Linked DNA regions of Mus musculus: all the other regions are linked to region 6. A link is a contact called in public Hi-C and HiChIP or PLAC-seq data. All regions are on one chromosome and are shown on one strand. The core of a region is the stretch at or near the end of the contact, and the rest is flanking DNA. Distances in the headings are between cores, read along the strand shown.

The links. Hi-C and Micro-C count contacts between places; a contact is called where the count stands out from the background. HiChIP or PLAC-seq counts read pairs in DNA pulled down with a chosen protein or histone mark.
Region 1: a FOXA1 HiChIP or PLAC-seq map of pancreatic cancer cells shows a contact between it and region 6. The contact joins two enhancer-like sites. A contact is called at or near these places in 1 of 15 datasets of contacts at CTCF or cohesin (the NIH/3T3 cell line), 2 of 484 Hi-C or Micro-C datasets (adipose-derived mesenchymal stem cells and embryonic fibroblasts), 3 of 115 datasets of contacts at active chromatin or transcription factors (the NIH/3T3 cell line, embryonic fibroblasts and pancreatic cancer cells) and 1 of 9 other capture datasets (embryonic tail).
Region 2: a contact with region 6 is called in a FOXA1 HiChIP or PLAC-seq map of pancreatic cancer cells. The contact joins two enhancer-like sites. A contact is called at or near these places in 4 of 484 Hi-C or Micro-C datasets (B cells, embryonic fibroblasts, fibroblasts and 1 more) and 2 of 115 datasets of contacts at active chromatin or transcription factors (CD8 T cells and pancreatic cancer cells).
Region 3: a Hi-C map of the N1E-115 cell line shows a contact between it and region 6, with 2.5 times the contacts expected there. The contact joins two enhancer-like sites. A contact is called at or near these places in 1 of 15 datasets of contacts at CTCF or cohesin (the NIH/3T3 cell line), 1 of 484 Hi-C or Micro-C datasets (the N1E-115 cell line), 1 of 115 datasets of contacts at active chromatin or transcription factors (embryonic fibroblasts) and 1 of 9 other capture datasets (embryonic tail).
Region 4: a Hi-C map of the N1E-115 cell line shows a contact between it and region 6, with 5 times the contacts expected there. The contact joins two enhancer-like sites. A contact is called at or near these places in 4 of 484 Hi-C or Micro-C datasets (the N1E-115 cell line, bone marrow-derived macrophages, liver and 1 more) and 1 of 115 datasets of contacts at active chromatin or transcription factors (the NIH/3T3 cell line).
Region 5: a contact with region 6 is called in a Hi-C map of muscle stem cells, with 3 times the contacts expected there. The contact joins two enhancer-like sites. A contact is called at or near these places in 1 of 15 datasets of contacts at CTCF or cohesin (the NIH/3T3 cell line) and 2 of 484 Hi-C or Micro-C datasets (muscle stem cells and myocytes).

Annotation. Positions count from the first base shown.
Region 1 is chr15:63,065,266-63,067,991 of GRCm38.p6, reverse strand. It overlaps Gm41334 (a long non-coding RNA gene), which reads left to right. Exons shown (of 3, transcript XR_875378.1): 2 at 1-74; 3 at 371-492. Among named protein-coding and RNA genes, the nearest start is that of Gm41334, 4.1 kb to the left of the region's middle. RefSeq lists an enhancer at 381-2,290. Within about 2 kb of position 1,456, at least 43 of the 459 cell types and tissues checked have an H3K27ac peak or open chromatin away from gene starts, as enhancers often do. A contact at or near this core is called in the NIH/3T3 cell line, embryonic fibroblasts and pancreatic cancer cells, where this site is marked.
Region 2 is chr15:61,531,276-61,534,196 of GRCm38.p6, reverse strand. No RefSeq gene overlaps it. Among named protein-coding and RNA genes, the nearest start is that of Gm24696, 170 kb to the right of the region's middle. Within about 2 kb of position 1,261, at least 64 of the 459 cell types and tissues checked have an H3K27ac peak or open chromatin away from gene starts, as enhancers often do. A contact at or near this core is called in embryonic fibroblasts, fibroblasts and pancreatic cancer cells, where this site is marked.
Region 3 is chr15:63,192,760-63,195,558 of GRCm38.p6, reverse strand. No RefSeq gene overlaps it. Among named protein-coding and RNA genes, the nearest start is that of Gm30159, 49 kb to the right of the region's middle. RefSeq lists an enhancer at 771-1,622. Within about 2 kb of position 1,483, at least 20 of the 459 cell types and tissues checked have an H3K27ac peak or open chromatin away from gene starts, as enhancers often do. A contact at or near this core is called in the N1E-115 cell line, where this site is marked.
Region 4 is chr15:62,901,797-62,904,580 of GRCm38.p6, reverse strand. No RefSeq gene overlaps it. Among named protein-coding and RNA genes, the nearest start is that of Gm30113, 51 kb to the left of the region's middle. RefSeq lists an enhancer at 681-1,887. Within about 2 kb of position 1,255, at least 78 of the 459 cell types and tissues checked have an H3K27ac peak or open chromatin away from gene starts, as enhancers often do. A contact at or near this core is called in the N1E-115 cell line, liver and myocytes, where this site is marked.
Region 5 is chr15:63,035,070-63,037,951 of GRCm38.p6, reverse strand. No RefSeq gene overlaps it. Among named protein-coding and RNA genes, the nearest start is that of Gm41334, 34 kb to the left of the region's middle. Within about 2 kb of position 1,516, at least 20 of the 459 cell types and tissues checked have an H3K27ac peak or open chromatin away from gene starts, as enhancers often do. A contact at or near this core is called in muscle stem cells and myocytes, where this site is marked.
Region 6 is chr15:62,326,997-62,330,068 of GRCm38.p6, reverse strand. No RefSeq gene overlaps it. Among named protein-coding and RNA genes, the nearest start is that of Pvt1, 290 kb to the right of the region's middle. Within about 2 kb of position 1,643, at least 150 of the 459 cell types and tissues checked have an H3K27ac peak or open chromatin away from gene starts, as enhancers often do. A contact at or near this core is called in the N1E-115 cell line, the NIH/3T3 cell line, embryonic fibroblasts and 5 more, where this site is marked.

The DNA of each region.
Region 1 (2,726 bases), core at 207-2,706, 740 kb before region 6:
ATGCAAACTGACCTGTTGCCTTCGGCACCTTCTCCATGCCTTTCCCATTGGGATGGAATTTCTCTCCTGTAACTGTAAGTCAAAAATTCTTTTCATCCTTAAGGTTGCTTTTGGCCACAGCAACAAGAAAAGTGTCTAATAATATAGTATTTTATATTATATTTGTGGTAGAGGTATTGAAAATGTACATTTAAGAACAACAAAAACAAATAAAAACAAACAAACAAAGAACAGGACAATGGGTTAAGCCCTGACACAAGTTCAAACCTCTGTAATTGAATCTTTATTTCATATTATATAGCATAGATTTTTCTGATATAAAAGAGGAAATAAACGTCTTAAATGATGTTCTAATTACTGTATCTTACAGACCTCAAGAGTGGCAGATCACCAAGCAATAAGCACACTTATTTGGAGTCATTGCCTCCTCACCAAATATGTAAGGTGTATTGATCAAAAATAGACAGAATAAACCGATAAGTGAGGAGCTCACAGGATTTCCTAGTGTATGTGCTAGATCATCTATTTCCTCTTGCATGTTACTGAATAAAAGGCTATTTTCAGTCAGGAGAAACAATGACACAAAATACCACTGCCTCCATTTGCAAGAGACTTTGTAAGTGCCTTACAGGAAGTTAGTCATGGCCCTTGAATGGTGTGTAAGAGCACTTGCACTGTTAAATCGCATGCTTACTTCAGGATTCTGGAATCTTCCCAAACTGTTTGCTTACCTTTGGCTGAATTTTCTGACTAGATGGAAGGGGCTTTCCAATGATTTGCCACACAGGGCTTATCTTGAATTGTGTAACAGGCAGTACAGGGACTAGGCAACTGTTTGAGATCGAGAAATGACTATGTACATTATCAACAATTGTTTGTAGAGATAGAGGGAAGGGTTGTTAACTTCCTTTGGAAAACAAATCTTTTGCTAATTACTATGCTATCTGGCTTGTAGACAGATGAATAGAGAAAAAAGTCACAAAATGTTATGTTTTTAATTCTGGCCATTTGATATAACACTACCTCTCCCTATGAAAATTCTCCGGACTCTGTCCTAGAATAGCATTTTACTTGAGGAAACAGTGTAGTATTTTGAGACAAGAAGACATACAGCAATCCTGGACTCATTTAAATTGACTAATATGCTTTTGTTTTTCTGAGCATGTGTTTGTTCAGGTTTCAAATGGAGGGACCATGATCCCATAAAATACAGGGATGTTATAAAGGTCAAGAAAGACAATATCTATAAAAGGGGCTACTGGTCAAGAACTGAGTCAGATAGGAATCTCTGTTGTTATTGTGTTAGTTATTCAGTTAAGAAATTTTGCCTGCTTCATAGTAGAATTTGTGATCTACATCTAAGACTTTGCAAAAGAAAGTAAGTATCTTGAGGTTAGGACTTAGTCATCTCCTAACCCCTCAAAGTCTAGTGAAACTTGTGTAAATCTCCTACTTTTCTCCCAGAAACAAATCCTGTTGAGGACACTCCCCTCTTGACATCTCCTTAGTAAAGAACACTCACACAGCAGGGGTGAATGCACTTTAGAAAAGACTTCAGCTCATTCTGCACTAGGACTCTGAAATTTAATTTTAGCCACAGTGTTGATGGAACAGATCACAGAGCTTGGGCCACTCTTCAGTGGAAATGAAATTGGAGAAGGGCATGGAGCCAAAAATAAGGGCCTTTCTGTCTAGTGTTTGGGGACATGGACTTGAGAATTTCAAGTGGCCACCAGTCCCTCCCTCACTGCCAACACTGCACAACTCTTGGCTGAAACCTCACTAGGACATGAGGGTCTTGCTATAGGAAAAGAGAGTTCCTTTTTACTGACACCAAGCTCAGCAGAAAGGAATGCACTTCAAATAGCCCTGTTTGCTCAGTAACCACATTTGGGCTTCATGGTCTTTGGAGCCCTGCTCTCTTTGTAATTGACACACATCGGGAGCCGGCTGCTGATAGCAAAGACAGTGAGTTTGGTTTAGAGTAGGGCCTCATGTAGAATGCTATTAGCTGACCCTGCCCAGGATGTCTTCTTATCCTAATGAGAGAGGAGTGCTAAGGAGGAAGAAATAGTTGTCTATGACAAATGTAGTACTTTCCTGTTTTCTGTATTGCTACATACTATATAGTTTCTCAAAACCTTGTTGGAAATGCTTTTGTCAGAATCATGAATATCAGAGATTATTACCTGGGTCCTATTTGTAACAGTACACTTACTGCTAGTAAAAATGGTAGCTTCTTATAACTTACACCTTAAATTCTCTCACTTAAAATCCTCATAACGTGCCCAGTGTGGTGGCTTAAGCCTTTAATCCCAGCACTTTGGAGGCAAAGGCAGGCGGATTTCGGAGTTCAAGGTCAGCCTGGTCTACAAAGTGAGTTCCAGGACAGCCAGGGCTATACAGAGAAACCCTGTCTTGAAAAACCAAAAAAAAAAAAATCTTCATAAGACTCATCCACGGACTGACTCCCATCATTCTACATTAGCAAGAACCAAAGATTCAGATCTTCATGTTAAATTTCCCAAATAACCTTATGATGTTCATATAGTTCAAATTTTCAGTTCAGAATCTATGGATTTAAAATACTTCCTGAACTGGTTTATTGTAGTTATCTTACCATTAACCTCAACAAATGATCTGATGATACCATAGCATACACATTGTCCCAATGGTTATTCAACTGCCAAATGTAGGATGACTGACTAAGAATCTAAGCTTCGCAT
Region 2 (2,921 bases), core at 12-2,511, 800 kb after region 6:
GAGTGTAGCTTCTGATGTTGCTAGGAGATAGCACCTCACAGCCAATAAGGGAGTGATTCCAGTTCAGATGTGGGGAGCAAACTCAGAAAGCAAAGCAGGGGACATAGAGAACAGTTACACACAAAGGACGAATGTCCTGACACAGGAAGTGGCACAGTAGAAATAGTACGAGTGAAAAAAATGTCTCTTCAAAAAGACTGTTAAATAAAATTAATGATGGTGATCTGGCTGGAAGGAGACAATGCTGTTCTACAAGAGAAGAATGGAACCTCTTTCATTTAAGCACTGCCTGCCTATGTTTCTGAGTGCCATCTGATACACTACCAGTGTGAAATGGTTCCAAAGAGCAACCACCAAATCTATTCAGGACATTGATAGATTAATAGATTAATAGAAACTATCTAAGATATTACATAAAAGTTTTTCATATTCTGAGATGCAGAAATTATTAGGAGTAAAGATGGCCTGCATGCTTTTTTTTTTAATCTGACCACAAAGCAGTTAATGTGTGGTTAGCTCTGAGGTCTCACATCTGAGCTATTGTTGAGACAAGTTAATTTCTCCTGTTTCTAGAACATTCCTGTAAGTTCTTCTTCAGTCTCAAATACAGGGCAAAATGAAAGCCAAACAAAACAACAAACAAACAACAACAAAACCAAAAACCTAAAACAAAGAAAATCAGTTTCTCGTCTTGAAGAAGAAGCCAGCACTGAACTCTACAGGGTTCAGTGAATCTATGTGTATCAGACACAGCTGAACATAAATTATCTATTAACTTTTGATATAATCCTGATTTTTCCAACGGTGTGATAACTCACAGCAGTCCTCTACTACATTGCCAGAATCACACAGCCAATAAACATCAGAACAGGATATAACCCCAGCCCATCTATCTGAGCCACCCATGCATTTAAAGAGCCTGCCTCATCATGTCCTAACACAGGACAAGCATGCTGCCTCTTCTGTATGTCCTTTTTCCATGTCCCACCTTCACATTCAGTGCTGGCCCAGAACTTGTGGTATTACATTAAGATACGGCCAGGAAGGGTCATAGGTGAGAGAAGAGCAATCCCACACCTACCCGTTTCTACAGCTGCACTGTTTCTTCCTTCAGATGAAGTTCGTGCTGTTATATAAAAGGAATGTTACCCAAATGCCTCCAGCATGAGTTTCCTTTTAAAGGAGAAATAGAAGAATGAGGCGTTTGGTTTTCCTTTGTTTGCCTGTAGCACCTATGTTAAGAATTTGTCCTTAAACCATGACTCACTCATTCTTGGAGCGAAGTACAAGGAAGTGAACAGATATAATACTTCTGTGAGATGTGGGCTTGAGCTTGTGTGGGAAAGATTGAACTGGGACCGTTAAGGCAACGTTTCATTCAAAACCCACCAATCCACCCCACCCTGCCCCTTCCCCAACAGTTCCCAACATGACTGTTGTTCCAGAAGGCCCATTTTCGGTCTTGCATGACTATCAAATATTCAGACAAGTGATATCTAGTTCCTTTGTATGTGGTTGCTTGCTGGATTGTTAAGGTTTATAATTATTAACTGAATCATTGGCTAGTTGTTCAGTAGGCAGTTGGATTGGGAATAGTTATTTACAGAACAAAAGCAGATGGCAGGACAAGTAGTTTAGATAGAGTGCAGGGTATATAAGCTTGAAAAGTATTGAGTTTTTGCAGATGGCATGGCATTAAGCTTTCAACTTAACCCACTGCATTTTAATTCCCTCGCTCTATAAGTGCATATGCTACCGGTAGAAAAGATCCTGTTAGAATACCAAGATCCCAGTTCTCAGTATATCAAGAACCATTCTAGAAAGTGACCCATTTGGGCAACTCCTAGCCCCCGACCTCTTCATCGCCAGCAATGTGGCTGCCTAGAAACTTCTCAGTGTAATTCACTGGCAACAGGGAGTTCCATGAATACCAGTGAGTCATCCTGCTGGCTACTGTGATCCACAAGTGGGATGCCTAGGTGCTCAGGATGTTTGCTTTGGAAGGAACTCACCCAAAGAATTTCTTTCCTTTGCATGAGACAATGAAGAGTGGGAAGTCACTCTGGGTGTGATTGTTTATCTCTCTTCTTTTATATCCATTGTTTAATTCCTGTGAAAATGCAAGTCCTGAAGCAATGAAAATTTAAGAATTTAGGAGGACCCTATAGAGAACAAAAATTTCAGTTGCCTGTGCTTATCCACTCATGAGGTCCTAATGTTCATTAAAAAACAAAAAAACAAACAAAAAAAAAACAAAGAAAGAAAGAAAAGAGAAGAGAAGAGAAAAGAAGAGAAGAGAAGAAAAGAAAAAGGCATCCTGAACTTCCTGCAAATTCTTGGCTTACACTGGAAATCAGTGTTATCACCCAATAGTGCCTGGTTATCAAAATGATACAACCCATGAATACTTCAATACCCTCCTGATTTCTGAATCAAGACTCAACAATACCACTCCCACTTGCACCACCGTCACGACCACCATCAGTACTACCACCACAAAAACCTATCACCAAGTAACATGTAAGTACCAAGTAACACAATAGCCAAAGGGAAATAGTTCAGACACAATTCTTTTATGTAGCAAAATGATTGGTGTGTCTTACTCTGTGGCTCAAGACTATCAGGGAAGTAAACTAATACTGATGTAATTCTCCCTCATTTCATTCATCGCCACAGACTGGGCAATCTCCCATGGCCAGCTGAATTCAAGCTTAGGAAACCGAGAGGCCCAGGTAGACTGCACTTTTTCTTACTCATATCCATTTGACATGTAAAAAGCATTCCCTTAAGGACTCTTGAAAATGGGCCTTCAACATCTTCTTGCCTGGAACTGAGTAAGATGGCTTTTCCTCGTGGTTGAGGAAGGCTGCAGAATGAGAATCCAGAATCTGCAGCCTTTTCTATGGAACATCGAAAAGGGA
Region 3 (2,799 bases), core at 234-2,733, 870 kb before region 6:
ATGCACAATGTTTGATCCCATACCCAGCAAAATCAAGCAAGCAAGCAAACAAACAAACAAACTAACAAAAACGGTATCTGAAACCTGTTCCGGCAGTGTCTATGGTGGTCTTGTAAACAGTTGCGATAATCAAATGAAAGGGAAAATATAGAGTGTATTGCTAACTAATGGATGCATTGTAAGGTTACGTAATAGACAGAAAAAAATGAAAAAACCAGAATTGTACAGTAGTAGATACTGCTATTTTAAGTTGAAATTCCAGAACTTGCCACTTAGCTGAATGAAGGGTGAGGCCTCCACAGACAAGAGGCTTTTGCAGAAGTCTTGGCAGGCAGTACCGAGCCTGGCTCCAGTTCTTCACCTTCTGCACTTTTAGGGTGCCACATGCCTCTCTCACTTCATTTAATCTAGTGTGTGAGCATTTTGGCTTGGTGTTTTAACATTTTGTGGCAGAAATAGAGCCATGTTGATATTTGAAATCCTATAATCCTAGGACTGGGAAATGCCTACCAGATTGTAGTTGAAGCATTTCATAGCAATGAATTCAAGATCTCTCACAGAAACCACACAGGTATAGCTTGTTTCTTTCACCATTTTGGAGACAAAGAAGCAGAAATACAGAAAGATTAAGTAATTTGCATCTGCTCACACAGATAGGATCTTGCAGAACCACTGTCTTAAGTTGTGGGTGGATGGATGGATAGATGGGCAAATGGATGGGTGGACAGGTGTGTAGATGGATGAGATGGCAAGATTCAGCCTCACAGAGCTACCAAATGGCTTCTGTATTTTCAGAGAAATAAACTTCTAGGAGAATGGATTCTAATCAAAACATGTACATGCCATAGTAGATGAGTTAGGATGAAAGGAATGAGTGAGCTAGTCCAGGAGAAAGAATAGCAACTGCACAGAATAGCAGTTTGCTTGTCCAGGTACCAGCCTCCCCCCCCCCCCCGACCCCCCTACTTGAAAGCTGTCCATGCTTATTGGAAGCTGGAGGGCAAGAGAAACCAGATCCAAGAAACCCTTTCCTCTCAGGAGAGGCTGACAAGTTGTGCTTTAATCTAATTAATACATTCAGGAAATGGGCTGAGAGGAATGTGATTATTTAATTGTTCTGTTCAAAGGGTAAAAAAGCAGGCTATTAGTCTGAGGTCTTGACTCCAAGGTTCACTTTAGGTTGTTACCAAGGGGAAGGTTCAGGAACAAGAGTGGCTGATTGATTCTTTCCCTGCTGTTACCCTCATTAATTTACAAAGGTTCATTGTTGTGGTGCTAACTCACAGAGTCTGGAATGAAATGTAAAACAGATTTGAACTGATAAGAATTGTTTTGTATCTGCTATCCAGTAGTGTTTCTTCCCTCTGAGTTCCCTTCTAAAGATTTTCAGGTACATGAATTTCCAGTCTGATTATAATGAACTCATTTTCCACATGACAAAAATTATGTCTAATGATTAAACAGCAAGCAGGAAGTAGACTCTTGACATTTGACATTTCATTTCCAGTCCAGCATAAACTTGGCTGCCTCCGGACTTTCCCTATGGCTAGAGTAAAAAGAGTCAGGTCAAGTTTCCCTTCTGGGAAACAGGGAAAATAAGATGCAAATCTGAGCATCTTACCCAAAACAAACCTCATTCACATAGTGGTAATAGTGTGTGTGTGTGTGTCTGCCTGTCTGCCTGTCTGTCTGTGTACATGCATGTGTCTATGTGTATATGTGTCTGTATGTTTGTGTGTGTGTGTCTGTATATGTGTCTGTGTGTATGTCTGGGTCTGTATGTCTGTGTGTGTGTGTCTGTCTCTGTATCTGTGTATTTGTCTGTGTGTGTGTGTGTGTGTGTGTGTGTGACTGTGTGTGTGTCTGTGTGAGTGTCGGTATGTCTGAATGTGTATATGTATATATGTGTGTCTGTGTGTGTTTGTGTGTATGTGTCTCTGTCTGTGTAGGTGTGTGTGTGTTTGTTTGTTTGTGTATGTATATCTATTTCTGTGTCTATGTGTCTGTATGTCTGTGTGTGTATCTGGGTGTCTGTGTCTGGGTGTCTATGTCTCTCTGTGTGTCTGTATCTGTGTGTCTTTGTGTCTGTGTGTTTGTTTATGCATCTGTGTCTGTATGTCTGTGTCTGTGTCCATGACTTTATAGGTGTGGTGCAGAAACCAACACTGAGTCTCTTCCTTGATCACTTTCTATCTTATTTATTATTATTTTTTGTGATATGTCTTCCATAGAAGTAGACTTCTCTGTGATGCCAGCACACGGCTTCTGGTTTCTCATTAAGTGGATATTTGCCAGATTCCTTTCTTACCTTTAACTTGTCTTCAGTTTGATGAATCTTCTCTGGCTCCCTTGAGCAAAGTACTCAACAACTAATTGTGATGTCTCAGCTCCTCCATTAATGCCCACCACATTTTATCATAATTGCTTAACTAAGTGCATATTTTATGTAATTATCTGTATGTTCTTCATTGGGTTGTGAGCTTCTGAATGCAGGTGAGTCAATCACATCTTAAGGAATCTAAAACAAATTGCTACTGTGTTATAGAAATCATTTAATCTCAAATGGAGTTTTCTATCCAGCCTTTGATCACTTAATTCCCAGATAAAAGATACACAGTCTTTATATTTACTTATAAGCCTTAATCAGCACTTGATTTGGGTAGGTATCTACCTTGAAATCTATTAGAATCTATTTCTCCATCAATAATCCCAAATTATAATTTGCCACGTTCTCTCTGAGCAGCTCTTAACTCAAAGCCAGCCCTCATGGCCATGTATTCATAACTCATCTAACCCATG
Region 4 (2,784 bases), core at 6-2,505, 570 kb before region 6:
CTATTTCTATCCAGGAAAAAAATAATCTAGCTTCAGAGATCAGACATTCGTGTTTCCTGATTGTGGGTGGACTTCCAGGGGCAAAGGGTCAGCCTGTTTTACTGTCTCCACTGCCCTTTCTCATGTTCATTCAGTTTCTCAATCATGGGAATCCTTTTTTCTCCCTTCTATAGACTGAGTTCCACTTGTTATGGCTTTAAGGTTGCAAACATATGTAGCTGTCATAGTCCAGATTTTCAACTGTGGCTCAGTCTGTTGTCTTGTACTCTATTTTTACATGTCTTCTTTATGCTTCCTACATGTTAATTGCCTTCTTCACAAAATGGGATTAGAACATGTATTTTGCATTATAATGGCAACGCACACGAAATGCTTCATGCATAAGACACAATGTAGGATTATAATCTGAAATAAAATTGATGCCGAGCTAGGTTCTTTAGCTTTGTAAATCTTTTATCACTAGCATGCTGATTGATTCATAAAAATATTTTGTCAGGTTATTTTTTCCTTAAGCAATAAAACATTCTTCAGGATGATTACATCAATAATCCTGTATCAGTGAACTATTAGTGTAGGCAAATGATGATGATGTAGAGGAAGAGGAGGACTAGAAGGAGAAGGAAGAAGAGGAGAAGGGAAGAGAAGGAGGCTGTTTATCAGATGTAGGCTTTAGTGAGCTCCACCTTGAAGAAACTGTGTTCCCCTGTGCAGTTTTAACCCTGACCTTGCAGACTTAAGTCATCGTCTCTGCATTCGGGTACAGGTGTGTCATACACGTGTCCTTCCTGTCATAACGTAAGAAATTAATATGTGTGAGCTCCCTTTCCCTCACGACATGGTCTTTTGAAAACAATTCATTTGTACTCATCATTCTGTGGGATGTGTGCTCTTTTAAGCAATGTTGGTGGATGAAAGGCGCCTCAGATGGGATTCCTAATACAATGCACGGCCTAAAGCACGGATATCCCACCACCCCCACCATCCTGCTTCTCCCTATAATCCCAGATTTGTTTCTCATTTAGAAAAAATCGCTTCAACATTCAAAAGGAAACGGGGTCTTCCGAGGGAAGTCAAGTCTCTTTATACTTTGCCAGAAAACTTTCCCACAAAGAGGAAATTCTACAAATACTCAGATGACATCATTGAGAAAAGGCTCTTGTTCCCCCAGGGTCCAGCCTCCCTGGAAGATGACAAGGGTTAGGAATAGACAAACCTTGGCCACTTGTCGGATTTGGCAAGAGGCAGTCAACAGCTGGTCCAGCGGGTTAATTAGCCCTGCTCTCTGCTCCCGTCCAGCCTTTACTGGCAAAGGCAGAGGCAAGACGCTCTGGCCCACTTGCTTTTCTCTTTCTATTAACAAAGCCCAGTGCCATCGGATTACCTTGGCCTCCAGCCAGGCCTGCGTGCCCTTTGCCTGCCTGTGAGTTGCCATGGCGATGGTGATGTGCCTTTTGCCAACGAAGCAGCTGGCAGATGGGTAGCAGATTACCTGCCAAGCAGATTTACTAGCTCCAAAGTGCAGACCTCTCTTGAACAAGTGAAAGGGGTGGGGGCGGGGTGGGGTTTGTTTTCCACTCTCAGGAAATAAGAAGGGAGCATTTTCTACACCTTTTACCCCATTGGTTCTATTTTAATTTTCAAACAAAAGATGATTATTTGTCATCTGTCCAGATGCCCATCTGCTAAGTACATAGGCCTATCTGGTGTATTTTTTTTTAAGACAGTCAATAAACAATTTATTCTTTGCCTTTTCTGTAACACACATGCCACCGCCCTCAGCATCCTGAGTCAGGATGCAACGCTTTTTCAGGGATGATAGCTCCCAGGAAGTGAAAGCAATTACCATCTAGACAGAAAGGAGTGCCCACAGCAACAGAACTGTGAAAACTTGGAAACGGAAGAGTGTTGGTTGTACTTCCCAAGGAGGATATATCCAGGAAGTCTGGCTTCCTGAACTTTAGGGTGTCTGCTTGCATCTCAAATAATGATTAAGGATTAATTGTGTCCAGTTAGCTTTTATCCATGTTCAGCATAGTTTTAACTTTCAAAGACACACACACTATTGAGGCTGCCATCCCAAATTCAGAGGAAGGAGTACAGTGGGTGGCAAGGGTGTAGAATAGCATGAATCTAAGATCTATGTCTGGGAAAGAGTCAGAAGAAGTAAACTGGTAAGTTTCTGTGCTTCTTCCAGTCTTCCTGGGTGTGCTAGAGGGATACACTTCCCAGATGATTGGACACTAGTAAAGGTTATGTCATTAATCATCAGAGGAAGGCAAATCAAAACCACCAGGAGTTGTTTCCTCGACCCAGTCAAGAATGGCCATTACGAAAAAGACCAAAGATAACTAGTGCTGTGTGTAGAGAAAAGGAAACCCTTGCACACTGCTGGTGGGAATGCAAATCAGTCCAGCCATATGGAAAACAGTATGGAGGTTCCTCGAAAAAATTAAAAATAGAACCACCATATGATCTAGCAATACTAGCTCTGGGTACATATCCAAAAGAAATTAAATCAGTATGTTGAAAAGATGTGTACTGTCCCACGCTTACTCCAGCACTATTGACAATAGCTGAGAAGTGAAAACAACACACACATCCATCAACAGATGAGTAGATGAAGGAAGTGTGATACATAGGTATGATGAAATATTATTTGGCTATAAGAGAAGATGTTTTCCTGTCATTTGTAACACTATGGGTAGAACATGGAAGTGATACTATCAAATGAACTAAGTCAAGTACCATTTCTGATCTGTCTCATACATAGAGGTCTAAAAGAAT
Region 5 (2,882 bases), core at 267-2,766, 710 kb before region 6:
AGGGAAAGCCTCCTTTTGGTCACTCATTTGTGTGAACCCAAACATGTCTCCTCAGCTCTTGTAAGATCTGTAAAAGAGATTTCACATTGAGTCTCAACAAGAAAAGGCTAAAAATGGACACTAAAATACCTAATGAAAGTCATAGTTAATCACTGTAGAATTAGGGGCTCTGATGACTTTGAAATGAATCACAACCTGTATTGTTTTAATGGGAGAAATTAGGCAATGATCTCAATTTTCTTATATCTTAGCTTTTTAACTTATAAAGTTTTGTGAAAATAATAACTTTTTTACTGGGTTTTTGAATGTTAGGATAAAAATGTGTATGTGACTCATTTCATAGCATCATCCCTTAAAAGTACTCAGGCAAAATAAACTTTGTTTTTACTTGCTCTTAAAATTTTTTATATGATCAGTTCTTATTTGTGATTCGTAGCATTTTATTTTCTATTTTATTTCACAGATACTGCACAGACATTGATGGATGCTACCACTACTTATCTACTGAAACTTAGTGTTTCAAACTCTTCCCATTATAAAAGTCCCAAACATTATCTGTGCAGAGAAGTAAATTCTAAGTCTGCCCAATAGATAGATGTGATTATGTGAATACGTGCTACAGAAGAAGGACTGTGTATAACTTCCAGGGCAACACACAGACACACACAGACACACACACACACACACACACACACACACACACACACACACACATGCACACGTGATAAAGAAGTGCTTTTTTTTTTTTTACATCACTTTTCCTTCTTGACTACAATGCTAAGGACAAACACTTTAAACTTTAAAAGTGGTAAGATGGAAGTTAAAAAAAAAAGGCAAGGCAAGAGATACAAGAATACAAAGACTATCTTCTAAGAATTCAAAGACCTGGTAATTCAGCATTTCAGTCAGGAGTTCCTAAAAAGGTCTAAGGAATTCATATTAACCCATATTTTAGCAGTAAAGAATATTATTAAAAGCATACTGAAGGGAAGTTATGAACCTGGATTCTGCACTGATTCTTCTCTAAGGAATGATGTGGCTTTGAGAACCCACTCCCTGAGCTTCGTCTTATCCACATGGCATATTCAGCACCAACACTTGTGTGTCGTAAAATTTTGCCCACAGTTTAATAAATACAGGCTTCTCTATTTGAAAACATCCTGCAAAGTTAAAACCTGGGACATTCATGATGTGATTCTGTAACTCGTTTCACTGACAGGACTTAGTGAACTCAAATATCTCATCGAAGAGAACTACCAAATGGAAACCAACAGGCTGCTGATATGCCAGTTGCTAGGACATCCTCCTGGGGTTGTCAGGGTGCATTTAGGCATTCGTATCTAGTCTCTGCACCTGCGTCCGACCCAAGCCCTTCCCTGTTTGAGGAGGCACAAGCCTGCTATTTATCAATTTTTGTATGCTACCGAGAATGTGCCGCTGCAGCACTCTATTGCAACAGGCGGTTGGTTGGCAAGGCCAATGGACACCTGTTAAGACTGAGTCATTCCTATTCACAGGATGTGCCTTGCAGGCTGCATGCAGAGTGCTAAGTGAAGGAAAAGAGGCTTGACTCACCCAATATGGTGCAGCTGATGCTCTCATTCATTGGCAGCTCTTAGGGGAAACCAGAGAGGCATAGTCTAATTTCACTTGCTCCTCATCTTCTTCTGGGCCAGATGGATGACTGCAGTGGCATGCTCACGCACAGTTGTTCAGGCTCATGGACCCTACAAGGAATTATGTTGGGCTCAAAGGAAATCAGCCTTTTTCATGGAAATTAAAATGAGTGATGGTAGCTTCATGGGACACCTCATCCAATCCCTGATGCTTTCTTTTTTATGTTCCCAGCTTTGATGGCACAGAGAAATAGATCAAAATTCAGGCCATTGTTGATTAAATATTGACCCCATGAGTGAAAAACAAACTAATAACCAACAGCAACAACAACAACAACCCTTTTGATCTCAGATGATACTTCCATAATAAACAATCTGCAACTATTGCATTTTTTTTTAAACTGGGACCAAATTGTTGTCAATAGTGTTACCTCTTGGCCAATCTAAAAAACTAATACTTTTCTCAGTTGTCTCAGCGCAATTGCAAGGTAGAAGTGATTGTTGATCTGAACCAATTAGAAAGGGAGACATGGGTTTTAAAAATAAGCTCCTTACTGGCTCAAAAAAAAAATTCAAAGATTAACATTGTATGTATTTGGAGGATAAATTCTCTAAATCATTTAATTTACTCCAGGAGTCTTTACTTTATACATAGTATTTTCTTTTCCTTCTATCTTCAACCTGGTCAAACACACCACCACCACCACCACCAACAACAACAACAACAACAGCAACAACAACAGAAGAAGATAAAATCTTGCTACTAAAAATAAGATTAGAGCATACAATTTGAAAGGATAAGAATTATAAACTTTCTCATCCCTCTATGCTGCCCTAAACTGGCCAGTCTACTTAGGCACAGTTGCTATGGGACTACAGCCTATACTGGTCAGCTCAGTCAGGGAGGAATGTAGGATCTTCAGATAGGCAGATCTGATAGAATGTTCTCAGGAGAGATCACAAAGCAACCTTTAACAAACCTCTAATTTTTTTCTACAAATGAGTTTATCAGATGTAAAGCTTTATATTTGAGGGTGAGCAGAAATTCCCATTTTAAGGGTCTAACGTTTTGTTGGGAAAAAGAGGACATGATTTTTTGTTATTGTTTGTTTTCACAGTGACCATGCTCAAATAAAGGATGTGTTAAAATGTAAACTAGGCACAAGTTTGCAGCCAGGTGGGATTAAGTTTGAAAGCTTACACTTTGTTTCTAAATTTATTTTTATTTTAAATTATGTATATACAGCTGTCCTTATGTCGATATGA
Region 6 (3,072 bases), core at 394-2,893:
CTCCCTTCCTTGTTTACTGAGCTCTTACTATGGAACAGGCACTGAGTATGCACATCATTTCACTGGTTCCTAATCCACATTGTAGCAACTACTCAAAGGCTCTTATTCCTATTTCTAAGTCTACCAGATGTTAAAAGGCAGAGTACAACTTAAGTCTCTGTTAAAAGAATCTCCCAGTTCTACTTCCACAGGCTAATAGCGGTTGATAGTAAAACCATCTAACAAGACACGGATGTCAGCCACATAGCTGCTGCTGTATGAATAGGGTAGGAGCCACACCTGAGTTTGGATTCTTGCTCAACATGTAGTGACTCTCTGTGTGTGTGTGTGTGTGTGTGTGTGTGTGTGAGAGAGAGAGAGAGAGAGAGAGAGAGAGACAGAGAGAGAGACAGAGAGAGAGACAGACAGACAGACAGACAGACAATCAGAAAGGCTGATGATATAATGGTATATTTGGGAAACTATTTAAGAACACATAGAGGCCTACAACCCTGAAAGGACATCTGTTTCAATCCCCTTACTTTATAGTTGAGAATATCAACACTATGTAAGAACAAGGGCACAAGAACTCCCTGCCTGAACTCCTCAGGGAGAGATTGACACCAGTAGGACCCCTGGTTTCTGATACCCACTTAGCTCCTTGCTTTTTCTGAGATTTCATTCCATGTCACAGGCAGGCTTTCGACTGCCCTTCCTCAAATCAAAGGAAATATCTGTTCCCCACCAAGCAGATTCTTGTGAAAGAAATCTTGTGAAAGCACCTCTCATCTGTTTTCCCTCTATCTGTGCATTGATGGAGGTCAAGTGAAGGTCAGGGAATGCCCCGATGACTGGACTTCTGGGTCTCCACACCCAAGAATGCAGCCAAGCTTCAAATAAATCAGACTGCGAGCAAGAATTCAGACGGGCTCCCCCAAGTTCCAGGCTTCCTTTTCCTGGTAGAAGTCATCAGCTGTCTTGTTGCTAGGAGACCAGTGGAGGTGGAAAGTAAAATAGCCATAGTTTTCTAACTTATCTGAAAATGCAGTTTGTCTTTGCTCCCTTGGGGGTTCAGCTTCCTTAAGAGCAGGCTATCACAGCCAGGCAGAGAGAGACCTTTCTTCCTTCCTTCCTCTCTTTCTTTCTTTCTTTCTTTCTTTCTTTCTTTCTTTCTTTCTTTCTTTCTTTCTTTCATGAAATGGATAGAGCTTTTCCTGGGCATAGAGTGTCATACAGCAGAGACCAGGGAGCTGCCAATTACTGATGCAATGTTTGGGAAAGAGTTGCTGAGCACACATGACTCAACAAAATATGACAATTTGCGTCCCTATCTCTTGGAAAGTTGTACTTATCAGAACCAATAAGAGCGGTGCGGTCAGTAAGCACACGGAGCTGTATTTATCATGAGGGAATTGAGTAGGAATTAAAGCCCCGAGGATTGTGAGTGGAGGAGATGATTTGAGTCACTATCTGTCCGGGACTTTCCTTTTCGGTGGCATTCCAATAGCACAGACCTCACCCTGGCAAACCATAGCATTGCTCAATATTAAAAACATTTGCCTGGAATGCAGGACATGTGAACTCAGACACCCCCTACAGCTTCACAGTGTGATCCCAGCATGCTGCATTCACTGTAAACACCACGGCTTTCAGGAGAACAAGGACAGTGCCCAGAGGTGACACAAACCACAGGCAGAGAGTGTGGCAACAAGAACCTTCCCAGCCTTCGCACAGCACTTAACACCACCCCACTGATGACCCTGGCAGAGATGGAAAGGGATCCCATGGGAGGAAACCAGTGCATTCTTTTACCCTTAGAAGAAAGTAAGAATGGAAACTGATTTCCTCTTTCTCTGGTGGTGTGCTTGGTTGTCTGAAGCAGAAAAGTATAACTGAAAGGAAGGAAGCAAGGAAGCAAGGAAGCAAGGAAGCAAGGAAGGAAGGAAGGAAGGAAGGGAGGAAGAGAGAGAGAGAGAGAGAGAGAGAGAGAGAGAGAGAGAGAGAGAGAGAGAGAAGAAAAGAAAAGAAAAGAAAAGAAAAGAAAAGAAAAGAAAAGAAAAGAAAAGAAAAGAAAAGAAAAGAAACGAAAAGAAAAGAAAAGAGAAAAGAGAAGGAAGGGAAGAAGGGAGAAAACAAGGAAGGAGGGAGAGAGGGAAGTAAGGGGCCACACAATTTACTCCCAACAAACGTTAGGAGAGTAAATAATGAGGTCATCAAACTCCCCATCCTTTTCTTGTCTAGGGATCCTCCCAGTTCAGCTGAGACAAAGTAGCAACCCTTGTTAAACTTGCTAAACTGTGAGTGAGAATATAACTCTGCATACTCTAAAGCCTATTTAATCTGTGCAGTGTCTGCCAGAGCTCAGGGGTTTGCCAGTGCAGGGCTAAAGGCAGACACAACATTTCTGACTGACTACAGCAGGTCACTGCCCACCCTGCCCCCACCACCACTTTCAAAGTCAGAAGAGAAACTCTCCTCACACACTGCTGACTGCTCAGGCCAGCTGTCAAAGACGATGTCCACTCTTTCACACAGGACAGCAATTAGCCAAAATCATCCCAAATTGCTGCCACTGAAAATCTCTAATTGCCCATCGGGGTTTGTGGTTTTGTCTACAAAGAGAGTCATACAGAAGGGGCAACTAAAGGGCTGTGCAATGAGGGTTTCTAGGCAAGCTTAAGCATGCGTCTTCCGAAGCAGAGGGTCAAGCTCAGGAAGACGAAAGACATAGAATGTAAAGGTGACCTTTATAGTCTCAAACTCTGGAGGAAGTAGAGAAGCATGAGGTCAGAAGACAGGCTCATAATCCCACTGACATTGGCAGATCCCAGCACAGTGTTGGTTGTAGACTATGTGACATAGTCACTATATTTAAGGAAGAATCAAAATGTGGCGTCAACAGAAGAAGTGTCACTTCTGGAGTTCACTCATACCCATCATATATGACCTTGGGTAAGTCAAGGCTTCCTCCTGGGACGATCTTGTCCTTCTTCTTAGATTTTCCATGTTGGGTTCCTCCCGTGTGAAATGCCTCTCCAGCATTTCCTAGGAAACTGTTATCCCCACTATTCTGCTTTGCTCCTGGTGATGGGA